Regions from separate parts of the Ovis aries genome. Here region 2 is linked to region 1. A link is a contact called in public Hi-C data. All regions are on one chromosome and are shown on one strand. The core of a region is the stretch at or near the end of the contact, and the rest is flanking DNA. Distances in the headings are between cores, read along the strand shown.

Evidence for each region. Hi-C and Micro-C count contacts between places; a contact is called where the count stands out from the background.
Region 2: a Hi-C map of hypothalamus shows a contact between it and region 1, with 5 times the contacts expected there. The contact joins the promoter of SOX4 here to the enhancer-like site in region 1. A contact is called at or near these places in 3 of 16 Hi-C or Micro-C datasets (hypothalamus, omental adipose tissue and skin fibroblasts).

What each region holds. Positions count from the first base shown.
Region 1 is chr20:35,328,542-35,335,501 of ARS-UI_Ramb_v3.0, reverse strand. No RefSeq gene overlaps it. Among named protein-coding and RNA genes, the nearest start is that of HDGFL1, 390 kb to the right of the region's middle. Within about 2 kb of position 4,176, at least 12 of the 54 cell types and tissues checked have an H3K27ac peak or open chromatin away from gene starts, as enhancers often do. A contact at or near this core is called in hypothalamus, where this site is marked.
Region 2 is chr20:35,782,892-35,789,851 of ARS-UI_Ramb_v3.0, reverse strand. SOX4 (SRY-box transcription factor 4) reads left to right here and starts at 3,854. Exons shown (of 1, transcript XM_027959226.3): 1 at 3,854-6,960. The coding sequence starts at 4,637. The coding sequence ends at 6,094.

The DNA of each region.
Region 1 (6,960 bases), core at 2,927-5,426:
CTGCTTGATTAATTTATCCAGGTTTAAAGAAACATGCAGTCAACTTTGCTATCATTTTTCCCTTTCCCTAAGAACACCTCAGTAATGTTATTTCTTTTTTCATAAAGCCTCTAGAACCCATCTAGGTTTTTCTCCTGCCACTGCTGCGTTCAGGCAATGGACCCTTGTAGTCAGGCTATGGCAGGAGCCTATTGGTCAGTCTCCTTATATCCAGTCTTTCCTCCACCCTCTATTAATTTTTAGCTATGTGTGCTAAGTCACTTCAGTCATGTCTGACTCTTTGCGACCCTATGGACTAGAGCCCACCAGGCTTCTCTGTCCAAGGGATTCTCCAGGCAAGAATACTGGAGTGGGTCGTCATGCCCTTCTCTAGGGGATCTTCCCAACCCAGGGATTGAACTCCATCTCCTACATTGCAGGCAGATTCTTTATCACTGAACCACCAGAAAAGTCTTCCTATAATTTGGAACAATGATGGAAAAGTCACGTGCTTTTTAGGATAAGAGTAAAATGCCTTTGCCTTGTAATATGGCTCTCCCTGCTCTTGTCTGACTTCTACAAACCTTGCCCTCTGCTTGAACTGAATTGATCCCCTCACTCACCTCAGTCAGGATTGTGTGTCCCTCACCTTTCTGGTTTCCAGCTCCGAGAATGTACAGCATGGCAGTTAAAAAGTGGTTCTTAGAGGCCAGATGTATCGATCTGTTAGCACTTATTTGCTGTGCAGTCTTGGGCAGCTTATTTAACCTCTCATGGGTATTTCTGTACCATTGAAAAGAGGTTATTAAAGCACTAAGTCCCTCATAGGATTAACTGTGTTCAGGGATGTGAAATGCTTAGAGGAGACCCTGGCATAAATGAAGGGCTAGTGTTTCGCTCCTCCTGTTACTATTATTGTTATGGCCCAAGCCTTGCCCCCTACCCTGGCCAGATGTTTCATAGCGCACTGCAGATCTCAGGGTTCTTTGGGGACCTTGGCAGAGATTTAGGTAGAATTCGTCTTTCCCTTCTTAGACCTTCTTGGGCACTGTTTACCCAACATTCATTTGGTAGGCAGATTTAGACCTGCTTATTATTATTACAATAAATAAACCTTGAAGAGAGAGCAATTCAAGATAGTACATGGTTAGTGCCAAGAGAGCACAGGTTGCATAGATTACACATTGTCTGAGGGCAGGGGCAGTGCCTCCTGTGCCTTTGGTTTCCTTGCCGTGCTTTAGGCCTAGTTACTCACAAAAATAAGCCAAAATTACTATTTTTTTCCTGATTCAATGGATAATGTCTTCAGAGGCTCAGGAATAGCGGTCTACTGACATAGATGATGTACTGTCAGATATAGGGTGTTTTTACTGGTAGCATATACACCTGAAGAGATAAGCAGCCATCCTCAGTTTTGAACAGGTTTGCCCAGACCACATGGAGAAGGGGGTCTGGACATCCAGAACATGGTGGTTTATTAAGGTTTGTTTATTGGCCAGTTGCCCAATGGACTAGAACAAAGAAGGAGGCAACAGAGAAGAATGTGGACTGTGCAGGCGTGAGTGTGTGAGCGTAGACTCTGGAATGGAGGACTGGAGAGGACACCTTAAATTCAAGCGTAATTTGTAAGGAAAGAATCCATAGAACTCCAGAGTTCATACAGGTTGATGGCCGGAAAGGCATGAAAAACCACGGGCTTTTTTCCTTAGATGTCTTTGGAGTATCCAGATTGGGAGATGGTTGACCTCGAAGGTAAAAAGACACATGCTGTTACTGGGCCATGAGCTCTAGGATGGCAGAGACCTTGCCTGTCTTCTCCCCGGTGTCCAGGACCATCCTTGACACAAACACACCTGGAAGCTTATAATATGCACTTGAATGAATGAAGGGCCGCTCACCTTGATACCTACAGTTGAGTAAGACAAGTTGTAGACAATTCCTGCCACCTGTTTACTGATGCTCTCGTTCTAGTTAGCTGGCATGCTCGAATTTTCTAAAGAGGCATACCTTTCACACTGTGGGGAGGATGCTGCATATAGGCAGCGTATTTAATTCTGGGATGACTGATGGATTCGACAAGGCCCTGAGGCCATCTCTCTCCTACCTGCCTTAATATAACTGGTACAGTGTACCTGGGCAGCACAGCACCTCTTCAGAGAGATGCTCTGGAAAGCAGTTGTTCGCTTTCACCCTGCCGAGGAGTAGCAATATCCACATGGCTTAAGGGGTCTAGTTGAAGCCACGAGCATAATCAGAAAAATATCACCACCATCCGCCAGCCTGAGATGCCACAGGGAAGGTATGAGGCTTGTCAGTTCAGCGAAGCAGAAACATTTTGCTTGTTTTTAATGCTTACTTGCAGGAGAACTTCATTATGTGTTTGTACGCCTTTAAATGAGAAAGTGCATTTTTGGAAAATAATGAAAACCGACTCTTCTCCCTACAAAGGGGCAAGCTTTTCCCACTTGGGTGAATATTGCCTGTGCCACCTGCCCAACAAGAAAGGGAGCGGTCTTGGCCAGCATCTTATTAGTCTAAAAATAAATTATTCAGAATGCAGGTTCAGATGCAGATTGCAGGGAGAGATAATAGAATTGGTTTTCCAAGCCTGATCATGCTATGAAGACATGGCGTGTGCTTTTCAGGAATCCACTTAAGTGGAATCAAGCTTTGACTAATACAAACTGGAAATAATATTGCTGCCATCCAGCTTGTGTTTGAGGTACAGCATCCTCAAAATGTCTCCAAGCACCCACGGTGTCTCTAGGCTATGTAAGTGTGCATGTCTGCAAGTCCGGGTGCATTCACCAGCATTTCTTCAGAGATGCCTTTTTTTCTCATTGTTCTTTTAAGGAAATTTCTTCCTGGAGCACAAGAGGGGCATGTCTCACTTAAGCTCTGTCTCCCTCCTACTCCCCCTGCCTCGGCAACACAGTTGACCACATCAGCAGCCGACTCCAGTTGTCATGTGGCTTCTCATGTGATGCTGGGTCTGCTAGCACTTTGGAGCAAAAGCCTTTGTGACTCGGCACTCATGGACAGTAGCGTTCGGGGACAGGAGAGATTTTGGAGGGGGCGGGGAGGCCAATAACCCGAGAAACATCAGAAATAAAAGTCGCATGAAGTACTCTGATCTATGTATTATATATATTTTTTGAAATTTGATTTTAACTCTTGCTTTTTTTTTTTTTTTTTATGGTTTGTGTCTGTTTTTCCCACCCCCGCAGGCGCTGAGCTGCGCTGTTTTGTGTTTCTTTCTTTCTCTTTTTTTTTTTTTTTTAATTCTGAAGCCAGACCGTCTTTCCTCACAGCTCCAGGGCTGCATCGCTGTGGGCACGCCAAGCTTCTCCTGGTTACCTGAGCTGCTCTTGCTGTCTCCCGGCTTCGGCTTCTTCATGGCGCACGGGAACCCGGCATCATCGGTCTACGCAGCGCAGAAGAAGGACCTGCTGGTGGAGCTCTGGCCGGGGTCCCCTCGCAGGCGAGGGGACTCGGAGGACAGGGTGATGCGAGAGAAGACCCAGGGTGGGATGGATAGAAAGAACGCCAAGGACCGGGGCAGGAGAAGTTAGGAATTTGATCCGTCCAATGCCCACTGGTCTTCCCCACGGCGCACCCAGCTCGGGCTGCTCCCAGGGATTAGTCTGGGAGGAAGGACCCGTGGCGAGATGTGGTGGCATTTTACTTGAGAGTGGAGCTGAAGATGGATAAACCTGGTCTCTGATGTGTCTGCGTGCCTGCCTGCCGACGAGGCAGAGTTGGAGAAAGGCAGAGCAAGGGAGCGAGCGCCTGAGAAGAAAGAGGAGAGGTGGAATGCCGTTCGATTGTCTGCCGCTGGCCCTGCATTCGCATTCTAGGGAGGAAGGCATAATTTATAACCCAGATCTATGGGTGGAAGAACTGTAAATTGTAGTCTGGATGTCCCCGGTGCTGTCAAGGAAGAAACTGATGGGCTAGGTGACTGTACCAGTGTCCCCAGGGAGAAGATCAGCCTTGCAGCATGGATTTAAATGCATGCGCATGCATGTAGAGACATGAAAAGAGGGCGATTTCTGACCAGTTTACACAGGAAGTCTGTCACTTGGCTGGATCGGGCTTGATTGCAGCTTGTATTTTCAGCTTCAGCTCAACACCCATTTCCTGACTAGCTAGAGAGCATGGCCAAAGCAGCTGCATGCAGAATTTTCTTGTTAATGTGAAAGCAACCCTCCTCAGCTTTAACTCCTTGAAGTTCTGAATGCTCTGTGCTTCGCTCGGACTGACTGTAGGGTTTTGTTTGCTTCTTCTTCGACAGATCCCCTGTAAACACAGCTGTATTCAGTATGATGAAAAATTCTATCCAGTAAATAGAAATCTGATCAATTTAATCAAAATAAATGTATCCCAGATGACTTTGAGACCAGCTGGCTACCACAGGCTTCAGATGCTAAGCGCACAATGGAGATGAATGCAATCTTATATTTACGTGTTTCTGAATTCCCGGATCAGCCTGTAATTAAAAAAAGAAATCCTTTTGTAGGGAAGAGGTGGTCCTACCAGCTCTCAAGGTAGCTGGTTAGATTCAGGTGCGGATGCTGTTCATGAGATTTGGGATCACGATGTCGCATTTCGAGGGCGTGTGCCATGTGGCAGAGCAGAGTCATGCTCCACATAGAGAAAGCCTGCATCTACCTTGCCATCTGGAGACGCGGGTGCCCTCGGAACAGCCTCTGGTGAGGTTGGGGGAGGCACCTGAGGCTTCTTTTAGATTCCACTGCGTGGGCTCTGGTGCTCCAAGCCCAGCTCAAAACTGGGGGTGAGGTGCTTTCCCAGTTGTCATGGGGAGCTCTTCTGGGACGCCTGTCTGGCCCTTCCACTGTTTGTTACTATTTCTACAAAGGCGGCTCTGTGTGTTGGATTATGTTTGGCCAGCTGTTGGCGCATTCCTGCGGGTGGGGCTGGGTGGGGACCTGATTACTGTACTTGGAAACTGTAGATCTCTGTGCGTGGAGAGCAGGGAGGGAATGCAAAGAAAGCAGGTTGGAGAAGCTGATTGCTCTTAGAGATTTGCTCCAGGTAGTCCTACAGCACATGCAGAAAGGCTTCCAGTGTAGAGAAGGAAAGAGGGGATGATGGGGGGTGGGGAGCAATGAGGGAAGGAGAATGCAACTGAGCAAGCCCATCAGAGAGAAAAACAGACTTTAGAACTTCAAAGCTGCATAGACAAGCAGAATGTCAGCAGCTTGTAATTAGTGGTTCATGGTTGCGTCAGCGCCTGCACCTCTCCAAGAATAACTGTGTGATGTGTGCCACAGAGTGAAGAAGACAGTCATAACTAAGTTATCAAACCCAGTTCAAACCAGGGCAAATGGAGTCAGGAATTTTTCTGTGTTTGTAAATCAAATCCTGATGGATTACACGTCTAAGACTTGCTGGGTTCTGCATAATTGAAGGCTGGATTATCCATTTGTGCGGGAGGGTGGGGGGATATTGTATGTTCATTAAACGAAGCTATGAACCCTTAAAAATGCAGATGAATCGTGCATGCAAATATCAGCGTGCTCCCAGTCAATACACGGTATTTCCTCCAATAGCCCCAAGCAGCTGTTGCCAATCACCCCGTATCTCTGCATCCACACAGAGTTTTTGTTTGCTCGGTTTTTGTGCATTCACGTGGAGAGGAGTTAAAAGTTACAGTTCAGATGAAATAGGGTCAATTAAATGCGAAAAATCGCATCTTAGAATTGGGCAACTGCAGTGGGGTTCTGATTTTTGTTGCTGGCCCCCGTGTAAACCTTGCCGGAGCCTTGGCGGTCTCGCAGCCAAACAGCCTTCTGTTAGTAAGCCCGTGGGAAGTCAGGGCACCGCAGTGGTGGGGAGGCGAAGGCCACGTTCACTTCCCTCCCTTTTCTCTGGCGCTTAGAGATTGCCTTGTGTGTGACTCCAGCCCCACAAAGAGCCGGTGGGAGGAGCTGATTGGTCGGGAGGCTGGGGATGTTTACTCTTATTTGTTTTCAGCGCTCCTCCACGGCATTCATGCCGTATTTGTATTTGTGTTCACGCCGCACAATTACTCCTCGCCCTGCTTTGTTTCTCTGCCCGAAGAGAAGTCAATTTTAGTTCAGCCCCTCAGCTTTTGGCCTCCTGGGTAAAACGCGCCTACGTATTGCTTTCCCCGGGCCTGCGTTTCCCTTTTTAATGTGAATTAGGGGGAAATCGGTGGCCGGGAAAGCCGTGCATATTCAATCAGCTTTTGGAGCCGCGCCTGTCAGATAATTTAAATATATTTACTCTGGGGGTGCCGGAGCTGGCGTGGTCGGAGCCCGTTTTAATGTACCTCTTCGCTTTCGTCAAGGAGCGGAACCTGCCGGCTCAGGATGGCGTGTTCTGTGCACCCAACAGGGTGGAAGACATGATTTTGTTTGTGTTAGTTCAAACAGCTGGTCATTAATGCAGTCCCCATTTCGCCACTGAAGTGCGGGTGGACGTGAATGGTTGCCTGATTAATGCTGTCCCCTCCGAGGGTCCTTCACCCAGCAGTCAGGCTCGGAGCAGAATAATGTAGCATGATGTGATTGCTCTCTAACAGGGTAGTATGTCATTGTGTCACCAAGCAATTGAGGTTATTACGGGGCAGGGCAGACAGACGGGACAGTGGGGTTACTAGACCGTAGCATTTTTAGAAATACAGGCCTGACCTACTTAGAGTTATTCTCTCTGGCTGGCAGCTGCACGGAGCATCCAGTCTTCTGATAGGCTGAGGCTGTTGCTAGGGGGGAATTAGCCTGAATTTTTCCACACACAGACTCAGTGACTGAATGATAAAAGCTGACTGGAATTAAAGAGATTTGGTTTAGTATTATACAGATGGTTCGGCCCCGCTTTTCTTTCTCAAGTGCAAAGGAAGAGTGCAAAATACAGATTTTTGTGTCCGTCTTGTTCCTTGACCCTCTGGTTCTCCCCCACCAAAGAACCGCCAGAGTGAGGCAGTTATGAAATTTC
Region 2 (6,960 bases), core at 2,605-5,104, 450 kb before region 1:
ACCCCTTCGGGGAAGTCCAGTTCCAATGCAATTTCATCAGCCCCCCAAAAATGAAGTGCAAGTTATATTTGTCTACTTGACTGAGAAGTAAATCAGCTTCTGATGGAAGGTTATTTTCCATAAAATGTGGAACCAAAAAGCCTGGGGCCTTTCAGTTGGCAAAGGCCAATGACATCAAATTTCTCAGGCTTCTTCCCTGTCTGCTAAAGTAACAAAGACAGGATTTTTCCCCCTCTTTATTTTCTTTGAACTGAATAGTTGTCAGGTCAGACCAGCTCTTACAATCACAGTTTCTATAACCAAGACAAGGAAAAATCTTGCAAATCAGTGTGAATCCAAGATATTTGTTAAACTAATTTCCCCTCAGGTTTTTTTTTTTTTCCCCTCCCTCTATGCTATAGGAATATATTAAGCAGTGGGACAGAATGCTATGTCCATCTATATACCCCATACCATTTTATGGATGTAGGATTTTTATGTTGTGCAGGTGTGTGAGAGCAGAAGAAATGAATTAGCAAATATTACATCTCAAATTGAGTTCCATTATTTAATGGAAAATAAACAAAATAAGAGGAAATATTTACCTTAATTCAAAATTTGGAATGTCTATCATCTGCTAATAAAGAAATTTCATCTATTATTTTGAAACAGGATTTTTTTTTTTTTTTTTTTGCAAAATTATCTTGGCTTACTGTTAATATGGCTTAGAGAGTAGCATTAAGAATCACTTCATGTACTACAAAGCCAGCAGAGGGAACACTGAGTACTGATTTAGTAGGGGCCACCAAATATCTGGTATTTCGGAAAAAAATGTTAGTAATGGAAAAACTGGTTACAAAGCATGTGAAGTTAGGTAATGAGAACACAGAAATTTTTTCTCATTATTTGCTATTGAGACCTCATACATTTCAATGTGCACATATCCAGTTGGTGAGAAAGATGTCTTTAATAAAAGGCCACTTGTCACACGTTTTCTTACATTTTAAGAGGGCTACTAACACATAAGAACAAATCTACTTCAGAAGTCTAAGCATTCATATATACTATAATAATCTTTTATGTCAATGGAAATTACTAATACAATATTTCTTCAATTCTAAGAGGAACTTTTTTCTTTTCAGATGTCTTACATCCATGCAGATCTCAGATTCACTGGCAGTTGTTCTCCCTTAATAGCATGTGACCATGGTATGTCTGCAAGACATCAGTTAGATTTGTTGAAATATAGAAAATATACCTAACAATAGAAATAGGCCAGTGGCTATGTTTTAGTACACACATAAAAAAAAAAAAAATCTGCGTGCTTTAAACATAAAATCATTCTGACTGCTTTAACTTCCACTTTTTTCTTCAGTGGAAGACTCGCAAATGGCTTTGGAAATATAATTAATGATACTGATTATATTATTCACTCACTTTGACTGAAACATCACAAATTTAGTCACACCCTCAGATTATTAGTTGCTACAAATCTCAAACATAGTATTTATTCTTTTTTTATTCTGGTAAAACTATGGATTTTAAAAATAAATAATAGACCTCTTATAGTAATTTTTATGTCAGATTGAGAACATATAGGGCTATGTTATAATATGAATACCAGATAAAATGATGACACACCCAGCTTTGTTAGATGCAAAAGAGGTGCCTGTGGGATTTTTGTTTTCAAGATTTGTTTCCCCTTCTAAAAGAAAAAAATATATAACTTGGGTAGCTACTGGTCAAAAATTATTTGCTTCTACCCCACAAAAACATTCTTGTGTGTTGTTGATCCTTAGAGATCCAGTCAGATGTCGCCAAAGGGTGTTCTTTCCAGTAAAATTCTACATCTGACAACCTGGGCCTCTCCCCAGCCTACATACTCTAAAAGTTTGACAAGATAAGTAGAAATCTGCTGCCCAGCACTAGTTTGATCAGAACTGAAAGCTTAATTATGTTAGGTTAGCCCTACCTAACCACTTATCACTGGCTTATAGAAAAACAGTCTTATGGTTTTAAGGCCAATCTTTATTATAATTTTAATTTTCATACCTTAGAACAAGAGATGTCTGTGGCCAAATTAACATGTATTTTGACTACGTGGGAACTTTTTTTTGCCACATTCTTCACAATGCTCTTCATGAGGCTTCTTTTCAAATCATCAGGATGACTGGGTTGCCAGTGTGGTCCTTGGACGGTTCACATCCATGATCTGTGATGATTTTTTCACATCAGTGACCTCCCTCAATTTTAGTCTCTTGAACAACATGCTGCTTTTACTAGAGGGAATGTCTCTGGAATCTGAATTATCATGAAGGATAATACAGTATTCACTGAGGGCTTACTATACATCAAGCTCACTTAACTCCCACAAAACACTACATAGAGTAGTTCCTAGTGTTCCCATATCACTGATGAGGTAAACTGAGACTTGGTCACATCCCCAGGGTCACAAGACTAGTAAGAAGGACTAGCAGCCAGGTCTAATATAAATTCAGAAGGTCCATTCTTTTATGCTACTAGTTATCACTGCCTTCTACAGTGTCTCTTTGCTTTGGCCTTTTAATTCCATATGATTGAAGTGACGAACATATAGGAGAAAATAAAAAGGAAAGGAGGAGGAAGGTTTGGGGAAGAGAGGATGAAGTGTGAAGCTATCTTTAATTTTGAAAATGTGGAAAACTAATACTTAAAAAGTAAAACTGATTCCCATCCTTTACTCACCATTATCATCTTACACAAAACTATGGAAATTCTCCTCTTAACTCTGGAACACTGCCTATTGTGTTCCAGTGGAAAGCTCCTCTGTTTGGGCAACCCAGGATTTATGACTGTGTGTGCTGTGCTGTGTGCTCAGTCATGTCCAGCTCTTTGCAACCCTGTGCATTGTAACCCATGAGGCTCCTCGGTCCATGGGATTTTTCCAGGCAAGAATACTGGAGTGGATTGCCATTTTCTCCTCCAAGGGGATCTTCCTGGCCCAGGGATGGAACCCAGTCTCCCTTGCCTCCTACATTATCAGGCAAATTCTTTACCACACTGCACCACTAGGGAAGCCCATCCAGGATTCAAAGGGGAGTTTAAATCATTCAATAACTATAGTTAACCCGTTTGGTTAAGAGAGCAAGTAACTATTGCCCCCCCAAAATGCTCTTTTCTGCCTTTCACAAACAGCACCAAAATAGCTCTGAAGGGATTAGCATAATACATCAACATCTGTGCTGTACCTGGAATTGTTAAAATAATAGTGATGACAGGTGTCTAGGTACCACTTTCTTAATGGTTTTCAATGTCTATTGATTTATTTTCATAGCTTTCCCTCCCTCTTTTACATCCTTGGCTTTATGAAGGAGCCGAGGAACAGATTTTGCAATAAAGGCTGATTCTCTATTCCAATACTGAAAAGAACTAATAAAAATAATCACTTGGCTTTTAAGCAGAAAGCTTCCATTTACAGTATTTCACCCTTCCCCCCCTTCTAAGCCCCTTGTTATCTAACATAATGGTTAGAATACATTTCCGTCTCTCCCCTTAATAATTTCATGCATTAACATCCTCTTCACACACCACACACACACACACACACACACACACACACACACACACACACGCAAGCACGCACAGCAAAAGGAAAAAAGAGGCAGCAGAAATCTCAGCTGTACTTCTAGCCCTTTTAAAAAGTTTGCTCTGTAAATTGGAATGAGGTCAGATTTGGAGCTTCTCATTGCACGCGGAGATTATTATTGCATCGGGTTCCAAGCCAATGGGAAGCTCGGGGGAGGGGCTTGGCACGAGGAAGCGTTGGTTACAGCGGCTGATTGGCCGCGGCCAAGACTGGGAAAGGATAAAGAGGCGCGAGGCGGAATTGGGGTCCGCTCTAAGCTGCAGCAAGGGAAACCGTGTGTGAGAGGAAGAGGCCTGTTTCGCTCCGGGTCTCTAGTTCTTGCACGCTCTTTAAGAGTCTGCACTGGAGGAACTCTGCCATTACCAGCTCCCTTCTTGCAGGAGGGAGGGGGAAACATACATTTATTCATGCCAGTCTGTTGCATGAAGGCTTTCTGGCGTCCTACCTTGCAACAAAATAATTGCACAAACTCCTTAGTGCCGATTCCGCCCACAGAGAGTCCTGGAGCCAGAGCCTTTTCTGCTCTGCATTGTAAGAGAGGGACTAACTGATAGAGACTATGTCGCTTTCCTGAGCTTCTGAGAGCGCTCGCGAACTGGAATCAACTGCTTCAGGGGAAGGAAAAAAAAAAAAAGACTTGCCTGGGAGGCGGCGAGAAACTTGCATTGGAAGCTTCAGCAACCAGCATTCGAGAAACTCCTCTCCACTTTAGCACCGTCTCCAGGACGCAGAGCCGAAAGACAGCGCAAACTGCGGCGCGGTGAGAGAGAAGAGCGAGAGAGAGGGAGATTCTCCAGCCTGGGAACTATAACTCCTCTGCAGGAGGCGGAGTGCTCCCGCCTCGCATCTTTTTAGAGACTTTTCTCTCTTCGCCCACCTCCGCCCCGACCAGGAGTTGAGCCGCCCGCTCGACCGCCGCGCACGTACCCCCGCTCGGCGTGCGCTTGGTCCCGGGAGCCAGGAGGGCCCGGCGATCGCGCCGCGGCCGCCGCGAGGGTGTGAGCGCGCGTGGGCGCCCGCCGAGCCGGGGCCATGGTGCAGCAAACCAACAACGCCGAGAACACGGAAGCGCTGCTCGCCGGCGAGAGCTCGGACTCGGGCGCCGGCCTCGAGCTGGGCATCGCCTCCTCCCCCACGCCCGGCTCCACCGCCTCCACGGGCGGCAAGGCCGACGACCCGAGCTGGTGCAAGACGCCGAGTGGGCACATCAAGCGGCCCATGAACGCCTTTATGGTGTGGTCGCAGATCGAGCGGCGCAAGATCATGGAGCAGTCACCCGACATGCACAACGCCGAGATCTCCAAGCGGCTGGGCAAACGCTGGAAGCTGCTCAAAGACAGCGACAAGATCCCTTTCATTCGGGAGGCGGAGCGGCTGCGCCTCAAGCACATGGCTGACTACCCCGACTACAAATACCGGCCCAGGAAGAAGGTGAAGTCCGGCAACGCCAACTCGGGCTCCGCGGCCGCCGCCGCCTCCAAGCCCGGGGAGAAGGGCGACAAGGTCGGTGGCAGCGGCCACGGGGGCGGCGGCGGCGGGGGCAGCCACGCAGGGGGAGGAGGCGGCGGCGGCGCGAGCGGCGGCGGCGCCAACTCCAAACCCGCTCAGAAAAAGAGCTGCGGCTCCAAAGTAGCGGGCGGCGGGGTCGGCAAGCCCCATGCCAAGCTCATCCTGGCGGGCGGCGGCGGGAAGGCGGCGGCGGCGGCCGCCGCCGCCTCCTCCTCCTCGTCGTCGTCGTCGTCCTCGTTCGCCGCTGAGCAGGCGGGGGCCGCCGCCCTGTTGCCCCTGGGCGCCGCGGCCGCGGCCGCCGACCACCACTCGCTGTACAAGGCGCGGACTCCCAGCGCCTCGGCCTCGGCCTCCGCGGCGGCCTCGGCCTCGGCCGGCCTGGCGGCCCCGGGCAAACACCTGGCGGAGAAGAAGGTGAAGCGCGTCTACCTGTTCGGCGGCCTGGGCGCGTCGTCCTCGCCCGTCGGCGGCGTGGGCGCGGGCGCCGACCCCAGCGACCCCCTGGGCCTGTACGAGGAAGGGGGCGCCGGTTGCTCGCCCGACGGGCCGAGCCTGAGCGGCCGCAGCAGCGCCGCCTCGTCGCCGGCCGCCGGCCGCTCGCCCGCCGACCACCGTAGCTACGCCAGCCTGCGCGCCGCCTCGCCCGCCCCGTCCAGCGCGCCCTCGCACGCGTCCTCGTCGGCCTCATCCTCCTCCTCGTCGTCGTCGTCCTCCTCCTCGTCCTCGTCCTCGGGCTCGTCGTCCTCCGACGACGAGTTCGAAGACGACCTGCTCGACCTGAACCCCAGCTCAAACTTTGAGAGCATGTCCCTGGGCAGCTTCAGCTCGTCGTCGGCGCTGGACCGGGATCTGGATTTTAACTTCGAACCCGGCTCCGGCTCGCACTTCGAGTTCCCGGACTACTGCACGCCCGAGGTGAGCGAGATGATCTCGGGAGACTGGCTGGAGTCCAGCATCTCCAACCTGGTCTTCACCTACTGAAGGGCGCGCGGCTGGGAGAGAGAGGGACGGGGCGGGTGGTGGGGTGGGGGGAGAACCAGAGAGGAAAATGAAAAAGGAAAAAAAAAAAAAAAGCGAACAGAGTAAAGAGTTGCAAGAGAAAAGGGAAAACAAGAGGGGGTTAAAAAAAAAAAAAAAAGGAAAAGGAGAAAAAAAAAAAGTGAGCAGGGCCGGCCTCGGCCGCGTCCGGGTGGTCGGAGAGCAACGCCACGGCGTCTGGGGACCCGCGCTCCCAACCCCCATCTCGCCGGCCGGAGGGACGCGGCGGAGGCGGAGGTAGACAGGGGCGACCTTTTATTGTTGTTCTTGGTGGTGTTGTTGATGGCGAAAAAAGCGACTTCGAGTTTCCTCCCCTTTGCTGGAAGAGACCCCCCCACCACCACCACCAGCCCTTCCAGCGAGCTTCCGGACTTGTCTGCACCCCCGGCCAGAAGCCGAGTTGGTAGTTTTCTAGCGACTGAAGGAATCGTCTATTCCTCTCTCATCGCTCCCTCGGTGTTTTGGGGCTACTTTACTTGGTTTTTTGTTTTTTTGATCCGGAGGGGAGGGGGACTCCGGCATGCCCCCGGAGGGGTTTTGTTCTCAGCATCCCCGTCCTCAGTCTCCCCCCCCCCCACCCCCCCCAAGAAGACCGAAGGCTCCGGGGCGTCGAATTTGACCGACTGCAGGTATTGCGGGGAGAGGGGAGTCGCAAGGGCCTCAGCGCCGGGACTGAGAGACTCCACGCTGGCGAATTCCCGTTTTGTTTTTGGAGGGCTTTTTTTTCCTCCCCCCCCCCCTCTTTTTTTTTCTTTTCTTTTCTTTTCTTTTTTTCTGCCCCTGCAGCCAGAGGAGGAGACGTTGAGTGA